Linked DNA regions of Mus musculus: all the other regions are linked to region 2. The links are chromatin contacts, called in public promoter capture Hi-C maps. All regions are on one chromosome and are shown on one strand. Each heading gives the region's core, a stretch centred on a gene start, on an enhancer-like site or on the middle of the called end of the contact. The rest is flanking DNA. Distances are from core to core; before and after follow the strand shown. Region 1 has its middle 23 kb from the start of Mrps18a. Region 2 holds the start of Mrpl14 (mitochondrial ribosomal protein L14). Region 3 has its middle 24 kb from the start of Gm36122.

What was found. Promoter capture Hi-C pulls out the DNA fragments that hold promoters and counts their contacts.
Region 1: a promoter capture Hi-C map of second pharyngeal arch cranial neural crest shows a contact between it and region 2. The contact joins the enhancer-like site here to the promoter of Mrpl14 in region 2. A contact is called at or near these places in 4 of 39 promoter capture datasets (cranial neural crest, frontonasal cranial neural crest, neural stem cells and 1 more), 2 of 484 Hi-C or Micro-C datasets (bone marrow-derived macrophages and nephron progenitors), 12 of 115 datasets of contacts at active chromatin or transcription factors (bone marrow-derived macrophages, double positive thymocytes, embryonic basal ganglia and 7 more) and 3 of 9 other capture datasets (adipose tissue, embryonic stem cells and pancreatic islet).
Region 3: a contact with region 2 is called in a promoter capture Hi-C map of liver, with 3 times the contacts expected there. The contact joins the enhancer-like site here to the promoter of Mrpl14 in region 2. A contact is called at or near these places in 1 of 39 promoter capture datasets (liver), 1 of 15 datasets of contacts at CTCF or cohesin (the NIH/3T3 cell line), 1 of 484 Hi-C or Micro-C datasets (bone marrow-derived macrophages), 2 of 115 datasets of contacts at active chromatin or transcription factors (embryonic stem cells and pancreatic cancer cells) and 2 of 9 other capture datasets (adipose tissue and liver).

The regions. Positions count from the first base shown.
Region 1 is chr17:46,085,445-46,089,608 of GRCm38.p6, reverse strand. No RefSeq gene overlaps it. Among named protein-coding and RNA genes, the nearest start is that of Mrps18a, 23 kb to the left of the region's middle. Within about 2 kb of position 2,903, at least 47 of the 459 cell types and tissues checked have an H3K27ac peak or open chromatin away from gene starts, as enhancers often do. A contact at or near this core is called in second pharyngeal arch cranial neural crest, where this site is marked.
Region 2 is chr17:45,683,743-45,687,678 of GRCm38.p6, reverse strand. It overlaps Mrpl14 (mitochondrial ribosomal protein L14), which reads right to left and starts at 1,330. Exons shown (of 3, transcript NM_026732.3): 1 at 1,252-1,330. It overlaps Tmem63b (transmembrane protein 63b), which reads left to right and starts at 1,461. Exons shown (of 24, transcript NM_198167.3): 1 at 1,461-1,562.
Region 3 is chr17:45,970,299-45,974,771 of GRCm38.p6, reverse strand. No RefSeq gene overlaps it. Among named protein-coding and RNA genes, the nearest start is that of Gm36122, 24 kb to the right of the region's middle. Within about 2 kb of position 1,346, at least 63 of the 459 cell types and tissues checked have an H3K27ac peak or open chromatin away from gene starts, as enhancers often do. A contact at or near this core is called in liver, where this site is marked.

The DNA of each region.
Region 1 (4,164 bases), core at 1,654-4,153, 400 kb before region 2:
CTAATCCCATCACCCAGGAGGAAGAGGCTGATGGATCTCTGTGAGTTTGAGGCTAGCCTGGTCTACAGAGCAAGTTCCAGGACAACCAGGGCTACACAGAAAAACCTTGTCTCAAACAAACAAACAAGCAACCAGCCAAAACAACAACAAAAAGGAGAAAGAGGAGGAGGGGAGAAGAGGAGGAGGGGGAGGAGGAGGAAGAAGAAGGGAGTGAGGGAATTACAAGGAACAGACTTGAGAGTCCTAGGAGAGGGGTGTGGAGGTGTTTTCAGACGGGCAGGCAGGGCAAAGCTCTCTTACCAGGGAACTGGAATGTGCTGTGTGCTGTGGTCAGCTACTACGCTCTCGCCTCAGGGTGATCCCTGTTGTGGCTGGCAACGCTGGGTTCTTGAATGCTGAGCCAAGAAGTCTTCCTGTGATGGAAGGTAAGGATCAGAGGTCCACGTCAAAACAGCTCGACGATTTCTGGTTTGGAACTGGAGGAGAGACAGGGACAAAGCAGGGTTTGTTTTTCTTTATTAAAAATGTATGTCTATGAGGGTTTTGCCTTCATGCCCAGATGTGTACTGTGTGTGTGCCTGGTCCCTGTGGATGTCAGAAGAGGGCATCAGATCTCCTGGAACTGGAGTTAGAGTCGGTGAGCTGACTTGTGGGTGCTGAGGACTGAACCTGGGTCCTCTGCAAGGGCAGCAAGTGCCCTAACTGCTGAGCTAGCCATCTCTCCAGCTCCGAAGTATGTTTTCTAAAGAAAAAAACCGGAGGTTTGGTCTGAGGCATGGTAAGTTGGAGATATCTGCTGGCCATGCAGATAGAGCTGACCGTTAGGTGGCTGACCATTCGGATCTGTGATCCTTTGATATTGGTGAACCGGAGTGTCTGTCTGGTGGTATGTACGACAGTCGGCTGGTGGGCCTTTCCCAAGGGCAGGTAGTGCCGTAACTGATGATTGGGGCTGTGCACTGTGGTGGGTCTTTTTCTGAGGTTTGGCTCCACCCCCTTTATGACAGAATTTCACATAACTCCGGCTAGCCTCAAACTTTCTATGTGGCTGGGATGACCTTGAATTTCTGATCATCCCGCCTCCATCTGCCTAGTTCTAGGATGTCAGGAGAGTCACAGCATGTGGCACTGGGGACGGAGCCCAAGGCTTTGGGTTTAACAGTCACGTCCTCCACCACTGAGTCATGTCCTCAGCCCTTACTGGCATCCTCCTTTGTTAAGACTGCTCTAATAATACTAACGAAGGGGACCGCTGTGGGGGAGCACTCCGCTGTGGGGGAGCACCCCAAATGAAAGGTAGCTGGAAAGCATTCGGTACTTTGCCTTGAACAAAATAAGGGCTTGATAGATAGTAGTTAAAGACAGAAAACTAAGCGGCTCTGACTCCTGCCAAGGAGTCATCAGATGAGCTCAGGGGTGTGGACTAGGGAGGGAGATTGTGACTCCAGCCTGCAGCTTGCGTGAGGAGGGTGACACAAGGGTCACAGATTGTGACAGTTGTGCGGAGGGCTGCTCACTGGCAGTATCAGTCAGCCCTTCGGATTAGAGCTGAGTATCTTCTGAGTGTCCCAGCCAAGACCTGGAGGCTGACTGCAGTAGTACCCAAGTATTAACCTCTCCCCCTTCTCTTTTAGTAGAGTCTCATTATAGTCCTAGCTAGCCTGGAACTCACAACATAAACCAAGATGACCTCAAACTCAGAGATAGACCTGCCTCTGCCTCCTGTGTGCTGGGATTAAGGGCAAGCCCATCAGCCTGGCTGGTACTTCACTTTTTAATGACTAGGTCTTAGAAGAACACGCAGGAGACCCTGGCTTTGTTCCCAGTCCAGGTGGACTCCCGTGGATCAGAACGGTGTGTATCAAGCTTCTGCCTTTGCCACCACAGTTATAAACTGGAGGCTTCTACACACTTTGCAGAATTTAGATGAAGATTCCGTGCCTGTAAGAGGACTATATCAGTGATGACTTTTAGCACTTGTGGTGACTGAGTTCAGAGATCTCCAGTGACCTGCCCAAGTTCAGTGCTAGGAAGGTGCGAGGAAGGGTTTAAGGACTCAGCGGGTGTTGCCAGTGCTGCTGGCCTGGGTGTGAGGTTAGAAAGCAAGGAGAGCAGAGCTGGCACAGGGGCAGGGCAGGCTAGAGTAGGGTGTGGCTTTGAGAGCAAGGCCTACTCCAGTGGGTGCAAAAAATCAGAGAATGGGAGACCTCAGAAGTAGGAAAGAGGGCGAAGCCAGCGGGTGATATCTCTAGCTTCCTGCTACTCCGGGACATGAGAAAGTGGATGCTTTGGGTCTGACCATTTCTGTGTCAGCTTTGTAAAAGTACCATCCATCCATCTCCTCCTCCTCCTCCTCCTCCTCCTCTGCCTCCTTGTCATCATCATTATCATCACCATCATATCTCTCTCTTATACACACACACACACACACACACACACACACACAACCAATTCGACTTGGAGACCCTCAGGATCTTGCTCAACATTACCTACACTGACAGTGATAGAACCAGGCTGGTGACCTAGCTTGGCACAACTATAAAGACCGTGTGGTCTTTCCTCTACACCATGCGGTCACTGTGACCGCAGGCAACGGGGCAATGGACAGTATCAGATGACCTTTCCAAGATCTCTTCCTAGCAGAAACATTCTCTGCATCTCCTCTCCTTAGTCTCCTGCCTCCACCCTTCATCCAACCGATAGTAACCCAGAGCTGCCTTCAGGCCTGGGAGAGGAGACCAGCTCCTGGTACAGTCTGTGGTTACTCACATTAACCCTCTGCCGCTTGCCCACCCCCTCCCACCCCGGCTCTGCTGGCAAGGAACCCCAGCCCAACCCCCACACACTGCCTCTGGCCTAGGGGCACTTCCCGGAATTAGCCACCGCAAACAGCTGGCTCTAGGAGGGGGGTCGAGGAGGCTAACAGTTTCCAGATGTGTCAAGGCACCAGGGCCTAGGAGGCCTGAGGTCTCCTCCTGTGGCTGGGAGCTGGGGAAGCTGGCCTCAGATCAGGACTTCAGCAATGCCAACGCAGCCAGTCAGATCCTTGCATGCAAACTGCAGGAAAGTTTGTGGGTGCAGAGCACTGGAAATGTCCATCCTGCACCTGCAGGGAGCCCTGGGGAAGCCCCCGCAACCTCAGCAGCTCTTTGTGGCCTGGACTCAGCCCAAACGGTCTCTAACAAAATTAATAGCCATAACGATGCTCGCTCACGGTCCCACTCCGCCACGTGGCGGTTTAGCGTATACCACGCTTGGAGTCGAATCCCAGGTCAGCCTCCCACCGACTTGGGACCCTCACAGCCTAGGTCCCATGGCCATGAAATAGTTCCTATGTCATAATCTCTGTATTAGGATTAAATAGGAGCTTGGGAGCTCAGGGACAAGGTTGGGGGGGGGCGGGAAGAGGGTTTATTGTTCTCCAATGATAGAGGACTTATCAAAACATGCACAAAGCCCCGGGGTTTGATTCCTAGCACCGCAGAAACCAGGCCACCACATCTGTAGTCTTAGCACTTTATAGGTAGAAGGAGAAGAGCCAAATGTTCAAGCTCATCTTCAGCTACATAGTGAGTTCAAGGCCAGCCTCTACTACCATATGACATTCTGCCTCAAACCAAATATATTTATATATGAAGCTAAGTGGGAAAATCTATACAAAATGCTTATTACTGTACCATACTTACCATGATTTGCTCTCCCTCTTCTTTCTTTCCTTCTTGTGTGTGTGTGTGTGTCTGTGTGTGTATGTGTGTGTCTGTGTGTTTGTATGTGTGTGTGTGTATGTGTATATGTGTGTGTGTCTGTGTGTGTCTGTGTGTGCATATGTGTGTGTGTCTGTGTGTGTATGTGTGTGCGTGTGTGTGTCTATGTGTGTGTATGTGTGTTTCTCTGTGTGTGTGTGTGTGTATGTGTGTGTGTGTGTATGTATGTGTAGGCTAGATGTTCTTTTTTTCCCTTCTTTTTCTTCTCTCTTTCTTTCTTTTTTACTTTTTCACTTTATAACCAGCTTACTGCCACCTCCCGATCACCCTCTCTCACAATCTTTCCCCCTCCATTTTCTCTGAGCCGGCGGGGGACCCTGGGTATCCATCCCCCCAACCCTGGCACCTCAAGTCTCTGTAAGGCTAGACACATCCTTGCCCACCGAGGCCAGACAAGGCA
Region 2 (3,936 bases), core at 81-2,580:
ACACCCAAAGCAGCTAAGGATGGCCTTGACATCCTTAACGGCTACCTACATCTAGGATTACGGGCAAACCCCACTGATGGCCAATTCCAATGTGCTCATTACTAGTACTATCAACTGCATCTTCAGAGGATTTAACTGACTAAAAACTCAAGCTAAGGAAAGCGAGAGGTATACAAGAGATCAATACTTTCCCAAACTTTTCTACAACACACAGAAACAGTAGAAGACACCTAATACACCCCCATGCCCTTGTGTCCCAAGACAGAATACCTACTGTAGGCGCAACACACACACACACACACACACACACACACACACACACACGATGGCCATGATCTACTAAACTGATTTCCAAGCCACTCATGGGAGTGTCTGAAAGACACTTCAACAGACCAAATCTTAGAGCTGCAAACCCCCAGCTACAAAACGAGCAGCTGAATAGCCACATACAGCAAACACAGTGACCAGGATGGTAGTGTCCAGTCGTGATGCAAGACCCTCCCTGGGTGCCACCATTTCCCAAGTAATCCAAGGTGATCCCGTCTCGCCTCTTGTGACCGCTACACAGTTCCTCATCTAAGTCTCAGCGTGTAAAGCTCACTTACTGCGTACAGCGGGAAGCAGTATTTCTTCTGTCCCCTTTAAGACCTCGAAATTTAACAGGTGGTATCTGTCGTGTCTTTGTATTCGAGATGTGTGGTGACATACAGAAAAGGGGCGTTCCACCTCTCCAACTCTCAAGTCTTAACCCCACCCCCCCACTAGGAGAGGTCTTTGGTGAACTGAGAATACAGGGAATCCCCGGTGCAAAAGGAGTCATTCAGCCTGACAGAAGCAAAAGCAAAGACTCCCTCTTTACACCACAGAAGTTTCTAGCAAACTCATCTCCAGGCCCAGCAAGAGAGAGAAGCAGATAAAACTGCGGGAGACGCGTCAAAGCAACCGGCCTAGCCACTTAACCCAGGCAAGATCTCAGCCCCCATTCCCCGAGGCTCTACATCCCGAACTGGATAAGCAGGTGGGCGCATCGGGGGCGCGTGGGAGGCGCGGACCCCGAAGCCTTTGGCAAAAAGGCAGCGAGAGGGTCCAGATCTGAGGCCTCGCGAAGAGTGAGCACCCTTCTCACTTGACACTGGGTTTCCAGTAAGGCCTGTCCTCACCCCTCCCCGACAGCGCCTCCCTTATTGCAGAGAAGAAACCGGGAAAAGCAGCGCGAGGGGTGCGAGGTGTTCCCCTGAGCCCCCACCGTACCGCGTTAACAGCCTGGGAATCTCCCGCCACGGACCCCCGCTTGGCAAGGCCCCGCCCCGCACGCTGCGCCTGCGCGCCAGGGGTTCTCCGTGAGTGCGCGCGCACTTTCTACGTGTGCGGCGTGGGGGCGGGTCCTGCGGGAGCCCCTCCCCGGCCCTCCCTCCCTCCTTCTGCTCCCCCTCCCCCACGCGCTGCCGCGGCCGCCGCAGGAGCCCAGAGCTCTAGCCGCCCGGCGACTCCCCCTCCCCCTCCCCAGCCCCGCCCCGCCCGGAGCCGGGGCTCCCGAGTCGGAGCCGAGTCTGCGCCTAGGGGTGAGTACGCGGACCCCTCCCCAGCACCCCTTACTTGGCTCATAGGATCTCACCACCACCCCAAGGAAGGAAAAAAAAAGCACCCGGACTCAGCTGCGCGTCCCCTCCCTTCCACCTCCTGCGGGACCCAGAGGTGCCCGGGCCCCACGGGACCCAACGGAGGCACGCTTTGTCCCCAAACCCGCACCGTCCCTGCCAGATGTGAGTCCTCCCACCCCTGTCGGGGCTCCAGATGTGCGCCGTCCTCTACCCCCGCCCCTCAGGAATATTCCAAGGCGTGGGACCCCTGCGTCCCGGCCCTCGAGTGCCACTCTAGTTCCACCTGCTCCGTCCAGGTGTGCGGCCCCTGCGCGGCCCTCCTCCGGTCCCAGCTGCTCCCCAGCCGCCGGCGCCGCTGAAGGGAACCACCCGCCTCCGCCCCCGAGTTTTGCATTCTAGGGTCGCCAAGTCCAATGCCCTCGGTCTCTCTCTTTTTTTTTTTTTTTAATTCTTTTTCTTGTTGCTGGGGACGAAGCCGGCCTCAAGCAAGGGGTTCATGCTTGGGCAAAGGGCAGGGCTCGAGGTGTTAGCACCAGACGAGTAGCTGCCCCAACCCTGGTGGGGACTGATCTGCGGGCTGGAGAGGGCGGCCGGCCCGGGGAGCATGTCCTCTCCTGCGCCCCACACAGAGCAGTTCATTCATGAGCCGCCCGGGCCTGCGTTGGAGGGTGCGGTGGGGAGAAGATTCAGACGCGAATCCGGAGTAGGCAAAGGCCCTATTGAGGGGGAGGGGGCGCGCTTTGTCCCTCCCGGCCGTCTTGACCGCCTGGTGCGGACTGTCCCAAAGCTTGTCGTTGTGTTGCTCAGAAAAAGCAAGGATGCCCGGGAAGTGGGGAAGAGAGGTCAGAGGGGCTGGCTGCCCTTGGAGCTTTGTGCTGCCACCCGCCTTGGTCCCCTGATCGGAAGTCTGGCGGCCGGTTGCTCAGAGGGGCTTGGGGCTCTGCTCTCTACCGAGTACCACTCCCTGACCCTGAACCTCCTCCCGGTCTGCAGTAGTCGGGTGAATGAGATTGTACCCAACGCCTCCTGAAGAGGGGACCACAGCCCTCTGCCTTCCAGATATAAGAGAGAAGGGGAAGGGGAGTGGCTGCCAGGCTCAGGTGGTGGGTATGCTGCCAGCACCTTTGTCCTCCCGGGTACCAGAGGGTCTACGTCCTGGCATGTACCAGGTAGCACATGCTGGGGCCTGCTGTTGAAGTCTTGGCCAGGGAGTGAGCGAGTAGGTGGGTGGGGATGTTTTGAGGCAGAAGATGGGTGATAAGTCGCGAAGAACCCCTTTTTGGCATCGGTACAAATTCCTTCCAAGTACAGCAGAGTAACAGAAAACCCGGTTCAAATCCCAGCTCCGCTGTTCTTTGAGCTGTGCGACCTTGGCAAGTTACTTAACCTATCTGAACCTCCGTGTCTATCTAAAAGTGTGATTAGTTACTACCACCTCCTTCCGAGGCGCATCTTTGGGATCCAATAGTTTAATGCAGGTAAATAGCCTGGCACTCTGCCTGACAGTTGATCGATTATAATGGGTTCACATCTCTGAACTTCCTGACCTATCAGTTTCCTCTGGAGTCCCACCCCACCTACTGCAGGTGGATGGGGGTATATTCTGGGACTTGGTGACAGAGTCCCTAATATTGAGGGAGCTCCCCCTCCTCCTCCACTGAGGGGTTCTATTCCTTTCATGCTTTATTTTGGTCTTAGCCAGCCTTCCTCCACTAAAGCAACCTCTTGGGGTCTATACCTTATTAATAACAGCGGTTTTTGTGTTTTATGTTGTTTGAGATTGGGATGTCATTTAGCCCAATTGGCCTTGAACTCCTAATCTTCCTGCCTCCTTCTTCCAGGTGCATGCTTGCCTTCAACAGCTGGGCCTTTCTTATGGTGGTTTGTGTTTGTTTGTTTGCTCGCTTGCTTGTTTTAAGCGCTGTGAAATAGAGTTTTGGCGGTTTGTGTTGTGTTGTTTTGTTTTGTTTTTAATTTTATTAAATCTTTCAAGCAGCCGCAGGGTTGAGTTGTCTCTATTTTATAGGTGAAGACCCTGAGCTGGTTAAGTACCCTGTCCAGAATAAAAGCCAAGTGTGCTTCATCTTAGGTCTCTTGGTCCTCTTCCCCTGCCTTAGAACTTGAACCCACAAACCCCACACTTGAGTTAGGAATCAGCTCCATGCAAGACGAAAGGCAAACCTGTAGATTTAGGGCATGGCGTTCCTCAGAGCTGGTGCTGACAGCCCTCCGAGCCTGCTAGTGGAGGAGCCCTATTGGCAGGAGCAGCGAAATGCCTCCGCCCATCTCTGGATCTGTCACAGACTGCTGTGTGACCTTCCCCAAGTTATTTGCC
Region 3 (4,473 bases), core at 97-2,596, 290 kb before region 2:
GCTACCTCAGGTGGCAGAGAGCATGCATCTTCGGTTCTCCACCTCATCGCCCCTCCTCTGGTTAGACCCCGCCTCCAAGGGCTCTCTGTCTGGTGGCAGGAAGTGGAAAGGGTGCAGCTGTCAAGATAGATTTCCTGTGGCATTCGCAGTCCATCTGTCCAACAGATCCTTAATGTGAGCCACATGTATGGTCAATGTTTCTAGGAGCCCATTAGAAACATAAAATGAAGAGGCGAGTGTGTGTAGCTGTGTTAGAGTGTGGGCTGAGCACGCACAAGTTCCTAGATGTAGTCCCAGCCCCACAAAAGACCAAAACTAAACCAACATTCCCCACCAAAACACATAAATGGAGCAACTGAATTATTTTTATTTTCTTAAGTGAAACTGATCTAATTCTTGTGTGTGGGGAGCAAATCTGCATGCAAGTGCAAGCTTGGGTAAGTGCATGGAGGACCAGGAAAGCATTGAGTCTCCTCCTCTTCCTCCTCCTCCTCCCCCTCCTCCCCCCTTCTTTTCTTCTCCCTCCTCCTCTCCCTCCTCCTTTCCCTCCTCTTCCTCCTGTCCTTCCTCCTGCCCTCCTCCTCTTTTTCTTGTTTGTTGGAAACAAGTTCTCACTATGTAACTCTGGTTGTGCTGGAGCTCGAAGGCTGGATTAAAGGTGGATACCGCCATGCGCTATTGGGAGTCTGACTCTGATTCTCTCTACCTTATTACTTTGAGTCAGAGTCTCTCCCTGACCCTGGAGCAAGATGTTTCGTCTGGCAGCTGCTAGTCTCGGTGAACCTCCTTTCTCCACTCTCCACACTGTTAGGGTTGCAGGCAAGTGTGAGACCACGCCCAGGATATGAACGTGGATCTTCATGGTTGTGCAGCAAGCCCTCTTCATCACTGAGGCGTCATCTCCACGAGTGAACTTGGTTTTAATGTGTCATATGCATATTTAATAGATATAAAATGCCATCATTTGAACTGATGGTGGGTATCTGATAGTTGAGAGTTTTTAATATCCATGGACAACTGCCCACTGTGGAGCTCATGTTGCATCTGCATCAGGACTGGCCGAGTGAAGGGGTCCTGGCTGTTTATCTGAGCTTACAGAGCTGCCAGTGGGGACATGGTTTTGATGCTGTTGGACTGGATGCCACTGGTACCCACCTGGCTTTGGAAGGGACTTCAACAGGCCAAGGAGGCAATGTGCTGTGTATGCACTTATGTGTGGGAGGGAGGCCAGAGCTTGTATGCACCGGTGTTTTGAAGCCGTGGTAAATATTAACAAGACTTTGTGAGCCAGGCCCTCTGGGAGGCCTAGGCTCCCCAGTAGGGAGGAAAGGAGATAATGCTGTGTACCTTAGATAGGCTGAACCCCAGCCTCCAGAGCTGCAGCACCCAAGCTGCCAGGGACACACAGCCATGACTTCTGTTCCGAGAACTAAGATGCCTAGCCTTGCCGGGAGATTCTCAGAACTCTCGGGCCACAGAAGTACCACTTGGCCTTTGTGTTTTGCCCCACCCCATTGCTCTAAGGTTCCTCTTCACGGTTTCTTTCCCGGCATAGCTCCTATCTCCACACCCACTTCCCTAAGGATACAGTTCATCTAAAGTCGAGGGCACAAGAAACAAGTTCCATTCAGACCACTGCTTCTTTAAAACAAACAAACACCAAAACCCTTCCATTGGGGGTTTCGAGGTATGGCCCGGTTGGTAGAGTGTTTGTCTAGCGTGCACAAAGCCCTGATTTGCTCTCACGCACCTCATAAACTGGGCACAGTGCCCCACGTCCATAATCCTGGGTTAGGGGAGGCAGAGGCAGGAGGATCAGAAGTTCAAGGGAATCCTCTGCTACCTAGTGAGTTGGAGGCCAGCCTGGGCTACATGGGGCAAACAAACAATCAAGGCAAAAGCATTCCCACAAAGTAAAGCTCGGTCTCCTAAGCGTGTGTGGTGCTGGGCTAGCCCTTGCCTCTTAGCATCAAGCAGGCCATGACTGTTGTAGGGTGTGAGCACTGCCCCCCGCCCCCACCCCAGTAGCTATAAGCCTAGGTTTTTTTTTTTTTTAAACTGGAAGTGTTCCAACTCTCCTGCAGCTCTCTCTGAGAAGGGAAAGTGAGAATGCTGTAGGCATTTGCATGAACAAACACTGCAAAGACACAGAGAAATCAAAGTGATGACGTACATACACAGTGCAGGAGCAGAGGACAGGGAGGTACCAGGTAGGGAAAAATCCTCAGGGCTTATTAACCTTGAGTCGGAACCCTGCAGATACAGTATCTAGTTTTAAAAAACAGGTGAGACAAAAAATTTCAATCGTTTCTTTCCTCTTCCTGGTAGACGTGATACGCTCAGACCTATTCTCCCAGTGCGTGAGCTTCCATGCTGAGTGGTATCCGGAATGTGTGTGGACCCGGGATTTGCCAAAGAGATCATTGATTTAAGTGACGGGAGAAGAGTGAGTTCTTTCTAGGCACAGCTTGGCATTAACCTCCAGCTTTCCTATTTCTCTCCTGGTTTCCAGTCTGATAAGAAAAATAGATTTTTTTTTCCTCAGTGCCAGCCCAAAATGGAGATAGGGCCTGTTCTCTGGAGCCTGGGTCCGTGGGGGACATGGCTGGTCCTATGGGAGACCCACTCTGTTTTCCTAGGGTGGTCCTGAGCCTCATTCCTCTGGACTAAGGCACATTCATGGAGGGATTTCCCCTCTATTCTCAAGCACCCACTTCTGCTCGGGTCAGACCTCTCCTGTCCAAACCCTGGGAACTTCTTTACTTCTTACTTTCTCAGGGTGCAAGCACTTGAGTGTTTCCCTTGAGTGCTGTGACAGATCCCTGGAATGTGTGTGTGTGCACGCGTGCGTGTGTGTGTGTGTGTGTGTGTGTATGTGTGCATGTATAGGTGTGTGCCTGTGTATGTGTGTATATGTATGTGTGTATACATGCATGTCTGTGTGTGTGCGCATGTATAGGTGTGTGCCTATGTATGTGTTTGTGTGTGTGTGCATGCATGTGTGTGTGTATGTGTGTGCATATGTATGTATATGTGTGTCTTTTACTACCAGCCTCCTCTAGAATCAGAGAATAAATGCCTTAAGGCTCTAAGGAAATGTATTCTCATATATCCTTGCTAGTAACTCATGACACTCTTGTATCTGCCACTCAGACTTCGGCCTCTGACGTGGGTGAGGTGAGGCCAGTGGGTCAGGGGGTGCAGAACCCTGGAGGCTGCCCTGCCAACCTAGGTATTTGAGCGAGCATTGGAACTGTGGGTTGGACCCAAATGTTTCTTTCACTTTGCCTCAGGGATGGTCTTTAGGTTGTCTGCCCCCAAGACAGGCACAGGACAGATGGGAGGCCTCTGGTCATTTGTAGAGTTCCTGAGGTCATTGACCCAAGAAGGCAGGGTGTGCCTGGGTGGAGCAGACCAGGTCACACTGGGTTGTTTCCTTCTGACCAGAGGGCACTGTCCTCGGTAGCCTGGAGGATTCAGTCCTGGGTTCCTTGGCACCCCTGAGGGGAGGCAGGTGTCCTCCTAGCGTGCTTGCCACCCCTTCTCACTTGTGTCTCTTTCCCTACGGGTTGGCAGCCTTGAAGCCAGCCAGCAGCCTCCACCCTATCCCCACCCAACTGGAGGCACCCTGATCGGACGGACGGTGGCTGGAGATAGGGGAACACTGAGAGGCATCCCGTGGAGGATTTTCAAGAAGCTGCCTTGCAGAGGGTCAATATTTGTTCAGCTCTTGGTCTGGGACGGCCCGTCACTGCCTGTGGCCCCCTCACATTCCAGCCATCGCACCCCTATCTCAGGAACGCGTTCCCATCGACTTGGGGAACCGCACCTGACCTTGGCAATGCTCCACTGTCCTGCCTCCCTCCCTCCTTCATTCCCAGGCTGGAAACTGGCCCCAGGAGGGAGGGGGTGAGAGGAATGCCACAGTCAAGCCCCAGGCTCCTCTCCTGCTGCAACCAAGTGGGAGGCCAGTGGAACCTTGGCAGAGTCCCACCTTGGTCGCCACGGAGAGCACAGCTTTTGGTTCAGCAAACATTAACTGGGTGCCCACCCATTCCTAGAAAGATGGAAAAAGAAAAGGGCATGTAGCTCAGTGGGTAGAGCACTTGCATCTATGGGGCTCTGGACTCCATCACTAGCACTAGGTAAAACCTGGCATGGTAATGCTTGCCTGTCCCCTACATTGGGGACACAGAGGCAGGTGGATCAGAAGTTCTAGGACATGCTCAGCTCTGGATTGAGCTCAAGGACAGCCTAGGATACCACAGTTCTCTCTAGTTGCAGAGTTACCAAGAATGCTTTCTATACATTAGCTATGGACAAATAATTGTGCAGACAAGATCTGAACCATCTTAGCTTTTAGTTCCCATGCGGCTCACAATGGAACAGTGTGTAGTTTATTAAAGTTGTTCTAAAATTGTGTGTGCGCATGATGTGCGTGTATATACATGGGTGTGTATGTGTGTATGCACG